Linked DNA regions of Mus musculus: region 1 is linked to region 2. Evidence: chromatin contacts called from public promoter capture Hi-C data. All regions are on one chromosome and are shown on one strand. The core of a region is the stretch at or near the end of the contact, and the rest is flanking DNA. Distances in the headings are between cores, read along the strand shown.

Evidence for each region. Promoter capture Hi-C pulls out the DNA fragments that hold promoters and counts their contacts.
Region 1: a contact with region 2 is called in a promoter capture Hi-C map of neural stem cells. The contact joins the promoter of D130040H23Rik here to the promoter of Lzts1 in region 2. A contact is called at or near these places in 2 of 39 promoter capture datasets (macrophages and neural stem cells), 1 of 484 Hi-C or Micro-C datasets (embryonic stem cells), 2 of 115 datasets of contacts at active chromatin or transcription factors (embryonic stem cells and memory CD8 T cells) and 3 of 9 other capture datasets (adipose tissue, liver and pancreatic islet).

What each region holds. Positions count from the first base shown.
Region 1 is chr8:69,266,202-69,273,634 of GRCm38.p6, forward strand. D130040H23Rik (RIKEN cDNA D130040H23 gene) reads left to right here and starts at 4,903. Exons shown (of 5, transcript NM_001384124.1): 1 at 4,903-4,990.
Region 2 is chr8:69,182,766-69,190,273 of GRCm38.p6, forward strand. Lzts1 (leucine zipper, putative tumor suppressor 1) reads right to left here and starts at 1,433. Exons shown (of 4, transcript NM_001370971.1): 1 at 1,209-1,433.

The sequences.
Region 1 (7,433 bases), core at 3,653-6,152, 87 kb after region 2:
CAAACAAATCAACTCACATTCATGAACATGTCCAGATTATAATAGAATATATAATTAGAATAGTTTTCAAAATTTAACATAAGTTTTTATTTAATTTTTTTTGATAGGAGCTATATAGAAGAATCACTGAGTTTTTATTAGTATTTATATAAACAGACACATAAAAATATTAGCAATGAAAGTCTCACAGATGCAAACCAAGAATGAAATACAAGTGGTAAGAAGAAATATAATTTATTTTGATTACATGTTACAGTTCTATCATTGCAGGACAAATTCAAGAACATTGTATTTTATGGCCAATATTAAATAAGGAAAACCTGTAAATCCAATCTAAATTTTTATACAATAGTGATGTTGATGTTGATGACAATAAAGTATGTGTGTGGTTTGTGTGTGTGATGTGTGTGTGTGCACGAGCATGGATGTGTTTGTGTGTTTGTCTATTTATTTTTTAAAAAGCAGTGCCTACAGGGACAAGAGGATGCCAGACATAATGGAAGTGAAGTTACAGGGGTTTGTGAACTGCTAGACAATTAACATAAGCCTTTAAACTGAGCTATCATTGAATCGAAGAATGAAAGGAACTGTCATTGTTTTGGTAAACAGTGACAATTCTTGGAACATTTTAAGATACTAATCCCAACTTCTTAAACGTATCATATTTTTTTTTTCATTTAATATTTTGGCTATTTTCTGTGGTTTGTTAATTTCTTCTATTTAAAAAGGTACACCTGTAGCTGGGCAGTGGTGGCGCACGCCTTTAATCCCAGCACTCAGGAGGCAGAGGCAGGCAGATTTCTGAGTTCGAGGCCAGCCTGGTCTATAGCGTGAGTTCCAGGACAGCCAGGGCTACACAGAGACACCCTGTCTCGAAAAACAAAACAAAACAAAACAAAACAAAACAAAACAAAACAAAACAAAACAAAACAAAACAAAAGGTATACCTGTGTTTGTGTGCCATGGAGTACATGTGGAAATCAGAGAACATCTTATATCTGTCTGTTTTCTCCTTGCTCCACCTAAGTTCTAGAGATGAAATGCATGTAAGCAAACTTGGCAGCAAGTATCTTGCATTAGTAAGTGACTTTGGTGCCTTTAGGTATTTCCTTGAGTGGTGGTGTGTGGATATTCATATGTTATAGTTCAAGTGTAGAAGTCAGAGTATACAGAATAGCCAGGGCTATTCAGAGAAACCCTGTCTCGAAAAACCAAAAAAAAAAAAAAAAAAAGAAGTCAGAGTATAATGTGTGGGAGTCATGTGGATCTCTCAGGAATTGACTTCAGTCATCAGGCTTAGCACCAAACGCCTTTTCCCTCTGTGCCATCTCACAGGCACACATCTGTGCCATCTCACAGGCACACATCTGTGCCATCTCACAGGCACACATCTGTGCCATCTCACAGGCACACATCTGTGCCATCTCACAGGCACACATCTGTGCCATCTCACAGGCACACATCTGTGCCATCTCACAGGCACATCTCATCTGTGCCATCTCACAGGCACACATCTGTGCCATCTCACAGGCACACATCTGTGCCATCTCACAGGCACACATCTGTGCCATCTCACAGGCACACATCTGTGCCATCTCACAGGCACACATCTGTGCCATCTCACAGGCACACATCTGTGCCATCTCACAGGCACACATCTGTGCCATCTCACAGGCACACATTGCATTTCTGAGATTCTGTTTATGAGAGTTTCCTAATCACAGGTTTTTATGTTTAGTCTTCAAAATAAAGTAACACGCATAGAAAAACGAGGGTATGACTATCATTTTGGCTTGCAAGTAGGGCTTATTACTCAGATTATCCATGGACTTATACACTTGGATTATGAGATTTTAAAAGGAGACATACCTTTTACTGGTGGAATGTTACTGCAAGTGTTATTTGCAGACCAGTGAAAAGGCTTACTGAGAAAACTTCCTCTTGGGTACAAATCTGGCAACATGAGCTGGATATTCAGAGTCCATGTAAAGAAAGGGTCCACACAGTTATCATCCAGTTATTATATCTACATATCTGCATCTGTCTACACATCCATAATCATATCACACAGGCAAACTGCAGAGAAATTTGTTTAAAAAATATAGCCTAAGGCATTAAGGCATCAGACTCCCATTCTCACTAAAGAGGACAATTCTCTTACAAGTAGGACAATCAGCTGCAGACAGAGACAAACTTCCTAATTGGCTATCCAGTGCAATGTGATCAGCCCAGAAACCATAAACACACAGCCAAAAATAAGAAAATACTCAGCAGGTTGTAGTCATATATTAAGAGCTTGCTTATACATAACAAGGAAAATTTTGGGACAAGATGGAAAGAGGACGAGGAAGGGTGTGTGAGATGTAATATATTTTAATCAACCAGTATAAAAGGAAATTTTAAATAAAAAAGTAAGGCTAGAGAGATAGATGCTTCAGCAGTTAAGAGCACTGGGTGTTTTCCGGAGGACACAGGTTCCAGTTCCAGGACACATAAGGTTACTAATAATATGCTATGACTCCAGTTGCTGGGATCGTCTGCCCTCTTCTGGCCTCTGTGGGTTCTGAATAGACTCATGCAGGCAAACACTCATTACTAACATAAAAAAGAAAAATAAATCTTTGTGGATGTCACAGTCTTGAGAGAGACAGCAGCCAGGGTTGGTTAAAATGAACTCTTTCTTATTCTGCATGGCAACAGCCATCGCCTTCCTCTGAGCCAGCCTGCTCAGAGGCGAAAGCAGCCTTCTGAGCATAGAATAGCTCAGTGTAGCTGTTCACTGTAAGTACAGTGTCTACGGTGCCAATAGGTGACTTTTCCTTGATGTTTGCTATATTTGTGCTCTCTCTCATTTGTATGTGTGAAAATTATTGAATTGATACATCTATCTTTAAGAGTATAAAACATAATTAACAGGTATTATTGGCTCCTAAGTAAGATATATTCACAGACTCATTTACTTATGAGGAACCTGCCTGACTCCATTTTGAAGGCAGCAGCCATTATGCTGTATTTTTAAAAAATAGGTTTCCATTTACTGTAAGAGCTGAGCTGCTGCTTTTAATTTTGTTTCCTGGAGCTTGACCTGTCCCAACTCATGACCTTGATTTATTTTTGAGGACGCCTTGAACATTCCTGACCCTTCCTAACCACTCTTGCTAATCACATAATGACCATAGTGTGTGTTTTTGAGATATTTTTTCATATTACTTTACTGCCTCCATGTCTCCCTTCTGTAAACTGGCTTGGCAAATCTTATGATTTTACTCCTTAAAGTGGGTCAAAAATGAAGGGTTTCTCTCTTTAACCTGACTTAGGGGGCAGTTGCTGGCTAGCTCTTGGGTGCATCCCAATAAAATCAAGCTTGGTTCAAATTTGGCTCAAAATTGTGGTAGTGGCCTTATTCTCTCCTGGCTAGATTAACACATGATTTTCATTTATGATCTTGTGGTACAAGATGAACATGCCGGAGACATTTCCTTCCATCTTTTAAGATAATTTTTTTATGTTCCTGCTTGACTTTGAGTTAGAAGGCACATAAACGTCTCTGCTTTTAGATTGCGACCATGTTCAAAAGTGTATTTGTTAAATGAGCATGTTGAGGAATAAGCAGAACTCCACGTGAATGTGTCCAGGCTTCCTAAGAAAAATCCCCATGCTTCCTTTTTTGAGAAACAGCATTGCTTTGGAAATGACTCCCATGCCCATACAGGTAAGAACTTTGGCTCAGCATTTCTGTTTTGTCTGCTGTGATAGCAATTTTTGATAGTCAGACTGAATACATCTGGAATTAACTAAAACCCAATGGGCTGAAAACATGCGAGGGATTTTAATTAAAGCTTTTAAAGTGGAAAGACATTTCAGGATCTTTTGAGGTGACAATATTCACCTTTAATCTGGGCCACACCTTCTGGTAACAGCCTACTTTTGTAAGTTCATTTCTTTACTGGCATTAGAGCCCCTATCTTTAAAATCGTGGGTTATACTGAAGACCGGCTGAGACAACCAGCCTAATGGACTGAACTAGTGAATTCTTCAACTTTTAGTTGGTAGACAGCCCTTCTTGGACTTGCTGGACCACAGCCTGTGAGCCATTCTAATAGATTCCCTTTCTACCTACATAGAGATCTGTTTTATCCCTTCTGTTCATCTAGAGAACCTTCACTAATACACAGCTATGTTCTTTTCACCTTAACTCAGGAACATGCTGGCTAAGAATAGTGTTCATAAAAGGCATGTTTCTATGAACCAATTCATTCTAAGTATTCAAGTTACCATGGAGACTATACTTTTCATTATTACTAATTTGTCAGGAGACAGGCCTGCATTTCATGAGGAAAACTCCTATAGGAGTGGAGTACCATTCAGCCTTCTGGTGGGAGGTATACCTATCATTGTGTTTCTGATCTGGTTCCAGCTTTTCTCTCAGGATATTCTGACGTACCCTTGCCTCCCAGGTTACATGCAGTTGAACTTCACCTAGCCTCAGTGTCAAGCAAAAGAACAAACGTTTTGATTCCTAAAATCTCTCCTTAATTGTTAATATTGTGGCTCCCTTCTACTTGTGGGACACAAAAATCACTCCACTCCACATTGTGAAATGAGATGCACAAGCCAGCCACCCAGTGTCCAGGAGGAAGAAGGAAATGTTGCTGAGTGCAGAAAGGCGGAAGGGTGAATGGTTGGAGGCAGGGGCAAATGCGACTGAAATGCAAATATGTGCATATCCGGGAAAGGTCTGGCCTTGGGGTTGATATCAGCTCTAGCAAACACTGTGCTGTGTCCCTTCTGCATCCTCTAAGCATAAGGGGGAGGTTCTTGTCACTCAAGTCTCATTAGCCAATCAGACCCTTGAGGCGGACCTCCAGTCAGAAGGGGAGGCGGGCTCTTCCGGGGGACTTTCTGCAGGCTGGAATCTGAAGCTTCCTTAGTGCTAGTGGTTCTTTGCCACTACCTGCGGCTTAAGCGCGAGCCTGGGAGAGAAGATATGGTGAGCGAGGGGCGGTTGCCTGGTGAGCAGTGGGCTTGTGAACCTCGGGAGCCCGTGTGGTTGGCCCTCCCTGGGGTCGGATGGGAAGCAGTGGTTAGATGCAGCCTGCTGTGAGATTCTTTGTGGTATTTGCATCTCCCTAGACCCCAGTGGTGGTCTGGGAGCTGCATCTGCGCAGAGCCTTGGGAACAGGGGTAGTGTGTAGAAGTATCCTTGTAGTCAGTTTCACCAGGCTTTTGTTGCATCTGAAGATGGCAGTTTGCCAAACTCAGAGAGTCCCAGTTTCTCTAGCATCTCTAGAATTTCTGTGCTTCATATTTAATATTTAGGAGTACGATCCATTTGGAGTTAGTTTTGGGGAGGTAGTAAATGGCGTTTCATGTGTTCGTTAGCACTCCGCTAATAATCTGTGATGGAGAAGGGTAGAGTTGATGATGGAAAGGATTTACCAATGCTTAGGAGATAATAAGTCACGCAAAGTAGAGTTTAGCTAAGGGTGGGCTGCCTCTAAAGCATCCTAAAGATGATGATAAGTAGTATGCTAACCAGGCTTCTTAGACATGAGGTGATCAGAAACACATGTTCACTCACCAGAATTGTCTCGACATTTGGCCCCAAACTCTAACAAAAGATTTACAACCAGCCACTAACGCAATCCGCATATTAAAAGGCAGTTAGTTGTCTAAAAGCTATTCAAAGAAGTAGTGCACGGTCACAACTAACATCAAGGTCTGGTGTGCTATACAGGTCTAGTTTTTCCCACTAAAAAAGCATAGTTTTGCCCGATGGGTAAGACACAGCTCTTTGAAAAGGAAGGGCACTGTTGTGTTGAGGGCTGGCCTGATCTAGCAAGGTTTTCCCTGAGGCTTTCCTGTGTGGAAAAGGAGCACTGCCCCTTCTCAAACTGAGGAACAAACCTGGTAGATCCAGTAGAAACCTGGATTGACACAGTTAAGTCAGCTCAGAGGTTTGAGACACAGGCCACTCACTGGCTGTAGCTGTGTGTCATGGGTTATACATCTCAACAGCTAACACTGTGCCCAGAGGCAAGGTCAATCGATATCTTATTAATGGCATTCCCTCTACTAAGGAAGGATCTACTCTTTTTCCAGGTCAATAGTGCTAAGATTTTTTTTTCAATTATTTTTACCTTTTAAAAATTTTTTAACTTAATAACATGTACACTTTTTATTTTCTTAATTTAGGTTATATGTGGGAAACTGAGACAGTAATTCAAATAAAAAAAGTGTTTTGGTTGTACACATAGAAGAGGTAATGGAGCAGAAAAGTGAGAAAAGCAGAGAGAACAACTGAAGGTGAATCCCCACAGGGAAACTCCAAAGCAATGTAAAGCACACGGGGAGTTTCCCCACCAGGAGAAGCAGCTGGCTGGGATCATGCTTTTACACATCACCTCCAGTCAGCAATTTGTTAAAAGTTGTCCGTCAAGGGAGATGATACACGTACATTTCGGCACGCTGAGCCTGCTGCAATGACTTAGGGTGACAGGCAAAACTAAAATAGCAAGAGACAAATATACCAGAGGGCTTAGAGTTAGCAGGTAGGCGGGATGTACTGATGTGCTCAGTAGAGTAATACAGACAGAGCACCAGCAATGCTGACCACATTTGTCATAGCATTCTCCAACTAAGTGGTGGTCCTATGCTACACGGTGTACTGTGTACCCAGTGTAGCTAAAGCATCAGTTAAGTACAAAATTATACATCATTTTTACCTTTTAAAAAAGTCAGTTATTGGTATCACTTTTTAAATGTAATTTTCTTTAAATGTGTCACTGCTCCAATCTCTATTTCTTTCTGTTCTCCAGTGTTTCCTTCTCGTTAGGAATTTTATTCTGTTTTTCTCAAATGCTATTTATGTATTGATTTCTGTTTACAGCAATGTCTCCCATAGCCCAGGCTTGCAATTTATCATTGCTTTCCACACCTAATCCTGCCTCTGCTGCCTAGTGCTTGAAAGGCAGTCCTGCAACTCCTTCCAGGAAAAGGGAAAAGAGACCAATGAATGATTGTCCTCTGCCCTCCTTGGCTTCTATTAGGAAATTACAAATGAAGAGGAACTTGTGTTAGAACCGAGTTCACTGACCAACTTTGAAACTGCTGTAGTCACAGCACAGAAAGGCAGGGTCAGGAAGGGTGGTGAGAGCTTTTTTGCTCTGGCAACAGTAGGGATTACCAATGAGTACTCTGGGAGTCAATTTTAGGTGATCAATCAATGTCCTGTTTCTTGGGTCCACAGGACATGCAATCAAGAATCTGAATAAAGAACTGAATTTATTTCTAGGAACCAAATTACTGTAGTTACACTAGTTTAACCAGTACAGAAGATCTGGTCAAACTGACATGGCCATGTCTAACAGGAGTGTTGCTTTTCCTGGATGAAAATGGAGAGTCTGAGAGAAAAGGTGTGAGTAATCCTAGGT
Region 2 (7,508 bases), core at 183-2,682:
TCTCTGCCCACAGACTCCTGCCCACATTCTGCTCTGTGCCAACCTTGAAGACTCTTACCCCTGTAAACTCTAACTTGGATATTCATGTGCATACACCTTTCAAACACCTCCATTTTCCTTCTGTCTGCCTGCAGAAAATTGTTTCTGAACTTGAAGGAAGCTCAGGTTACAAATCCTCAAAATCCCTTACCAGCAGCCCCCCCCCCCCCCCCGTCAGGATCTGGGTTCTGGGAGAAGTGCATGCGGGCAGCTCATCTCTCTGTGATGGGCTGAGACTAGATTGTGTTTCCAGGGAGGAGAGACCCTCTGGTGGAGAAGTCTCGATGACAGCTACCCAGAACCCAGAGCCTGCTCCTCAGCAATCCAAGGAGCATGCAGAAAACCTGAGGGCAGAAGGCATGGTTCTTGGATCCCTAAACATCTCTAGTGCTTGGGAAATTGAGGACTGACAACCCGTGGGTGAGCAGAATGCTCACATGTGCCACAGTTTAATCCCTTCCACTTGGAGCAGGGAAGGGAAACATCACCTGGTCCGTGGTGTTTGGGTTTCTATTGCTGAGTGAAGCCAGGGCAGATGAGAAGCAAAAACAGAGGGGATCTGATTCCCTGTGGTGAATGAGAAAAAGGAGTGAACTGAGGTGTGTCAGTGTGTGTCTATGTGTCTGTCTACCTGTGTATTCGTCCAAGCTCATTCCTATTCCTTCCAGACACATGTACCTCCAAAGTTCCAGCCAGCAAGGTAAAGTTCACTAGCCAGTCGCCAGCAGCTGGATCCTCTGTCTGGGGCCCCAGTCTCTGTGGCCTCACTTCCTCACCTCTCATTTCTTCATCTCTACATTCATGTCACCTAATGCACGTCTCCAAGATGAAATTCAGGTTTACGAGAATCCCCGGTCTGACAGACAAAGACATAAGGATTGACTGATGCACACCATTTCCTTCCGGCTGGGGTCAGATTAGAAATACAATCAGTGACAGGGAAGAAGACTCCCCCACACCTACCACTGCCCTTCACCCCGATAGTTACATGTAGAAACAAAGACACCTAGACAGACGCGGACACAGACAGACAAAGACCGACAGACGAGCGGACTCACTCCCGGGAGTGGTATGCTGTAGAAAGCGAAGTCTTCCCTGTGTCTGGGCCGTCCGCAGAGCTGTAGACCCTGCACGAAGGAGGAACAGGACCCTGGGTACCCGTACCTTACCTGTCTGTCCTCCTCCGCCTTGGGGATAGCTGCAAATGGCTGCAGATTTTGATTTTTCGGTGTATTTTGTGCAGTGCCCCTTTCTCTTTTTCTGGAGGGCTCCTAGAGCCGGCGGATCCCGCGTCGCTCAAGTCACACTCCCAGGAGCAGCAGAAAGACAGAGAAACTTTCGGACTGTGAGCTTGTCGGAGCCTCCCAGAGCCCGCCAGCTCGTCCGGGCGCTCTGGCCCTTGCGCTGGGTCCCTGGCCGCCGGCGGGGCGGGGTGGGGCGGGGCACGAGTGGGGCGGGGCCAGAGTCAACGACATTCATTGGCCCGCACTGCCTGCACCCTGTCCTGCTCTCTCCCCGGCCTTTGTTCCAGACTGACAGCTGGGGTTGCTCCGACCTCCTGGCTCCTCTGTGCCCAAAGCCCGCGCCGGTCAGGCTCGCAGTTTCTTAGCTCTCGTTTCATCACACTCGGGGGTTCCTGTCTGTTCAGCCTTTCTCTATCTTTCCTCATCTTCCACTGTCTCCTCGTTCTTGCTTTCTCTGTCTGCATTCTATTCGCCTTTGCATTTTCTTTACCCATTTTCTGCATTCCCTTCTTCTTTGCTACCTCTGCCTCTTACCGGTGATTTCTCCAGCCCAACTCCCAGCCACAACCCCAGCAAAAGGTTGAGTTTCTTGGTTTAAGGACCAAACTAACGGTCTAGAGGGGTTATGAGGGTATTGCTTCACCTTGCTGCGATTATAGACCAGAGAGCCCAGAGCCTCCTGACTTCAGTCCTCAAAAAGATCCAATTAAATTTTGACACTTCAGAAGCCTGAGTGATGCTAGCCAGTAATCCCAGGGACTTGAGAGAGGCTGAAACAGGAGAATTAAAAATTCAAGTCCTGCCTGGAGCACCGAAGTGTAACCTTGTTTCAAAATATAAAGTAGAAATATATAGGCAGGGCGGGCTGGATAATTAGCTCAGAGATAAAGGTTGTGGCCTTAATTTCGATCCCCAGCAGTAAAAGCATCAGCCATCCACCCACTTTTCACCACCTATCTGAGGGTACACTGAGGGTAAGATAGTGAAAAGCAGGCCAGTCTGAAGGCAGAGGCGCTGTCCAGAAATTGCCAGCTTTGCCCTGAAAGGGGCAGGTTAAGGGAAGGAGAGTAGGGATCACTAATAGCATGACTGAATCAGAGTCTTTCTGACACTCTCCTGCCCCAAACCTCTGCTGCTCCCTCCTGCTTTTGACCCTAGATTAATTTAAAGCTTTATTTAATTATGTAATTCTAGCTTCCTGAACACTAAAGAGGGAAAATAAATAGCCAGCCAGCCTGTAATCCCAGCACCTGGGAGACCTGGGAGACTGAGACAGGAGAGTTTATGCCAGACGTCTCTCTATCTATACGTTCCCCAGTTCCAGTTCCGAGTTCCATCCTTACTCCCACCTCTAACCACCACAGGCAGAATGATGCCTCTTTTGATGGAAGCCTTTTCTTCTTTCTGTGCCCCACTCATTGACTTGGTATAAGCATGTCTTCTCAGAGGTGTCTCAGGAATTTTGGTGAATAGGGAGGATACAGAACAATTGTTCTGGCTCTTGAAGGTAACAGTGGACTCCAAAGAGAGACTAAGGACGGTGGATTACAGATCTTTGTCAACTCAACTTTGTCCTTGGTCAAACTCAATTTTGTCACGATTGTGATATTCCAGAGAACTGGACAAAGGAGCCTATAGCTTTCTGGTTCTGGCCCTACCTTTGCTATTACAAAGTCATATCCTAGGCTAGACCTCAGTTTCCTGTTCTGCAAAGTGGGTATTACATATGGCACTTTTTTCCTTTTTTGAGACATATTCTCAGTAAGTAGTCAAGGCTGGCCTTGAGCTCACGACTTTTCTTTGGAGAGCTAGGATTACAATTGTGACTCATCATGACTAAGACACTTTTACTGTAGCACTGACATCTCTTTCAAATACACCGTGGGTAGAGAGCTGGGCATGCATACTAACCTATTGTGGCCCAGTTAGGTAGAAAGTGGGCAGTATTTGGGTGTGAGGTTGGAACTGGATGTACCATGGGACAATAGAAACAACCCATGGACAGGATACTTCAGAGGTAAAGGGAGGTGAGTTGAGAGTGAAGGAGGCAGACTGATGAGAGGAAGCCTGTGATGTACTTTGTACGTATGTGTGACGTGGCTGCACAGTTAAAACCTAAATAACATGACCACCAGCAAGACAAAAAGCTCAATTAGCTCTTTATTCCAAGGGAATGCTCTGCAGTGACTAGATGTGCCTATACTATACTCTTGCCCCAGTAGAATCCCCAAAGCGTTCCTCATACATCTAAGGCCACATGCCTCACACTTTCCTATGCCTGAGTCAGGTCTAGAAAGATGTGTCACCAAACCTGTTGTTATATTTGACCTCGGTCATCCGTGTTGGTGAACAAATGTTTCAGAGGATAGGGCAGGGGCCTTTTGAGTTCTGGTCAACTCTTTTGAGTCAACCTGGTATACCAAGTCAGAGGTTCCTTGATCTCACTAATCTGTCCTCTAAGATTCAGGCTCTGTGTTTTAACTTTGTGTGGGGGATTGAGTAAAATGGCTCCTATAATCTCATGTGTTTGAATGTTTGGTCCATAGGGAGTGGCACAATTAGGAACTGGGGTCTTGTTGGAGTAGGTGTGGCCATATTGGAGATGTGCCACTGTTGTGTTTGGCGGGGCTTTGAGGTCTTATTTATGCTCGAGCTGCCCCTGTGTGGCACAGAGGTTCCTTCTGTTTCCTTCTGATCAAGATGTGGAACTCTCAGCTTCTACAGCACCATGTGTGCCTGCACACTGCCGTGCATCCCACCGTGATGATAATGGACGAAACCTCTAAACTCTAAGTCAGTCCCAGGCAAATGTTTTCCTTTTAAGAGTTGCCATGGTTATGGTGTCTCTTCACAGGAATAAAACCTAACTAAGGCACTTGGCATCTCATTCTTCATCTCTAGAACCCATAGCTGGCCATGGAGGAACAGAACCTGATCAGCTAACAGGTAAGTCAGTGGTTTGTCTCTTCTGTACGTTTTCTCTTCTAAGACTGCATCCTTTTTTATTTGACAGCAAATCTTTAAAATCCAACACATGTAAATAGCAAGCATATATGCACATACACAAGTGCACACGCACACACACACACACACACACACACACACACATACACACACACTCCTTAAATAAATGCACTCAGGGGTGGAGTGTAATAGACAAGACAATATCTCAAAGGAGTGGTTGGTATCAGATTCAGGAGACAGACCTCTAGCCCCTTTGCTTCAAACTTAGTTTTGTCATATCCTTTTTGAAACTCACTTTTTCATGAGCAAATGGGTCTAGTAACACTTGCCCTATATTTCTGTCAAGGGGAACACTTTAAAGAATGCATAAAACCAAAGGGGGGGTTGAAAATAAAGCATCACACGGCCACTTAATATTATGTTAAGTCTAAAACTCCAAGGCCTTGTGTTTTAAGATAAGAAAGCTGACTTTATTTAAATGAGTCTGGGAACTCTCCAAATGTTGAAGAGGGGATATGATGAGGCTAAAAACGCAAGGTCTAAGAGATCCACAGACTGTGTTTACCCTGTCTCCCAGCTGCCTCAAGAACAGTCAAGAACTGTGGTTTTCATTCATATAAGGCTCTCCCCACCCTGTCTTAGAGGGGTGTCCTTAACAACCTCTGGGGTAGAAAGTGCTTTCAAGAGTAGTTTTTGTCGTTTAACTTGCACCAGATTGTGTGTTTCCTAATTTACATATACATTTATAATAATGGCTATGGTTATTACCATTATTATTAGGATAGTGTCACACTGTCCATGCTGACTTTGAACTAGTAACTGTCAAGAAGGATTACCTTGAAGTTCTTATCCTCCTGTGCCCACCTCCCAGGCACTGGGACTATAAGGCTGAGGCACCTCGTTTACATGTATTATCCTCCAGGAAGCCTTTTCATGTACATACAAGATGGAGCCAGACTATGGAGAAATTAGAAAGCCAAGGCTTCAGCAAATTTCTCCATCCTTTCTTGCCAGTAGAATGTAGCACACTATTGTAATTTAACACCCTAGCTTAGAAAGGACCTGGGCTGTCACCTCTTCTGGAGTATATCCCTGCAGTGGGTTTGACCGGTCTGTTATGAAGCTCTATATCAGTTGGGAATGCTTCTGTTTACAAGTAGCTAAAAAAGCCAGCACAGCCTGACCTAAACAATAGGGAAACATGTCAGGAGTCAGTAATCTCAGAGTTTAACTCCTTGCTTGGGGTCAGTGGTGCTGGGCTCTGGTCGTCCCTCTCTCTGTTTTACTGTTGTCAAACTTTGCCCTCAGCATGGTAGCTTCATGGGGACAATTTGACATTATCAGTCTAGTTGTCACACTCAAGACCTGTGTTTGGCTGAGCACCTCTTCTGATCAATAAAACCATTCATGACACTGAACAGGCTCAATCTCATCTTCTAGTAGTGATTAGAAAACTCAAAGTTACCTGAATCGGCATTATTCAATCTCTGGAGGAGGGTTGATTAGATATTGAGCTGTACCTGTGTGTACCTACCCCCCCCCACACCCCCCCCCTGCTTTTTTTTCAAGAAGGGGACAGTCATGCCCCAAAGTACTCTCCCTGCCAAGCCATAATATGCCATTTTTCTTCCTATCTGACACTTTACATACAGTTACACCCAAAAGGTCCAATCAATGCCCCTGCTCTCTCTTCTTCTACTCAGCCTCTCTAGAACAGAAAATCTCTTCAACCTTCCCTAAACTACAGATTTCCAGAATGAGTCTTCGAGGATCAGTAGTCCAACACATGAAAATCTGAATTGCTTAACAAAGCTCTTAAGCGAAACATCTGGTTTACTGTAGTGGTTTGTTTGTTTGTTTGTTTGTTTGTTTTTGAGGGTGTGTGTGTGTGTGTGTGTGTGTGTGTGTGTGTGTGTGTGTGTGTGTGTGTGTGTGGTTTGAAAGAGAAATGTCCCCCATAGTTTCAGCCATTTGAACATTTGGTCCTCAATTGGTATACTGCTCAGAGAGCAGCTTTGAAAGAAGAAGTACGTCACTGGGAGGATATAAAGCCTCAACCCATTTCCAGTTCACAGTCTGCTTCATGCTTCCTGTTAAAGATGTGGTCTCAGCTCCCTGCTTCTGCCACTAGGCTTGCCTGTCTCTAGCCACAATGAAACCATAAGTCAAACACTTAATATTATGTTATGTCTAAAACCCCAGTCTGACTACATTTAAGTCACGCTGGGGACTCTCCATATCTCACAAAGGATATGATAAGGCCCCTGAGCAAGGATGTATGAGGATCCACAGGAATTGTGAACTAAAATAACCTCTTCCATGGGTTGTTTTCGGTCGTCATGTTTCATCACAGAAACAGCGAAGTAACAAGACACAGGTTTCACTCTGTAGCCCAGGATTCATTAACTAGGCTTTTAAAGTCACCAAAGTCTTCCTGCCTCAACCTTCTAAGTGCTGAGATTATAGGCAAAGACTGCCATAAACTAGGCATGGGAGACTTGGTGAGCTTCCTTTCCTACTAGATTTCAATTCAATGTTCCACATGTGACAGGCTACTACAGACCACTTCCCCCAGTGACACTCAGCTTGCTTCTGTGCTCACGGTTGGTGGCTAACGGGCTAATTGTCTTTAAGCTAATTTCTCCCCAGGGCTGAGGAATGTCAGACAGACAAAGAAGTTAGCATGTCCCTTGTCAGTTCCTAGGCCTTTTTCAAATAGGCCCTGTTATGCTCACATTTGCTCATCGCCCTAAACTCATTTAAACAAATGACGCACATGAGACCATGGCTTCTGAGAAGTCGCTTAGTTCCCCTATGGGCAATGTTGGCACCTTCATTTCCTCCTCCCAGAGGGGAGTTAAAAACAACAGAGGGTTCTGAATCCCAGTGTGCTGCAATTTAATTTACTCATTTACTCATTCCTGTCTGCCACGCTGCCATTGTGTCCCAGACTGAGAGGCTAATATTCTCTAAGGGGTTTGGCCATTTGGGGGAGGAAGTGGCTGTCTTGGACATGGGCTCCTGCTCACTTGCCTTTCTAACAGAACAGTCACAGTCCTTAGGCTCTGAGCTAGTGTCTCACTTCTTCTCTAATACCTCCAGGGTTAATTACTGTAAATAGCAAACTCCCCTATTTGTGGCTATATATATTGCTTGTATTCCAGCACTGACTGTAGTCCCTAGGGCACAGAGTACACGTGATCACCTGCATATTTGGGAAGGTCGGAAGGTACAGAGGAGGACACAATGGGGAGCCGTGTG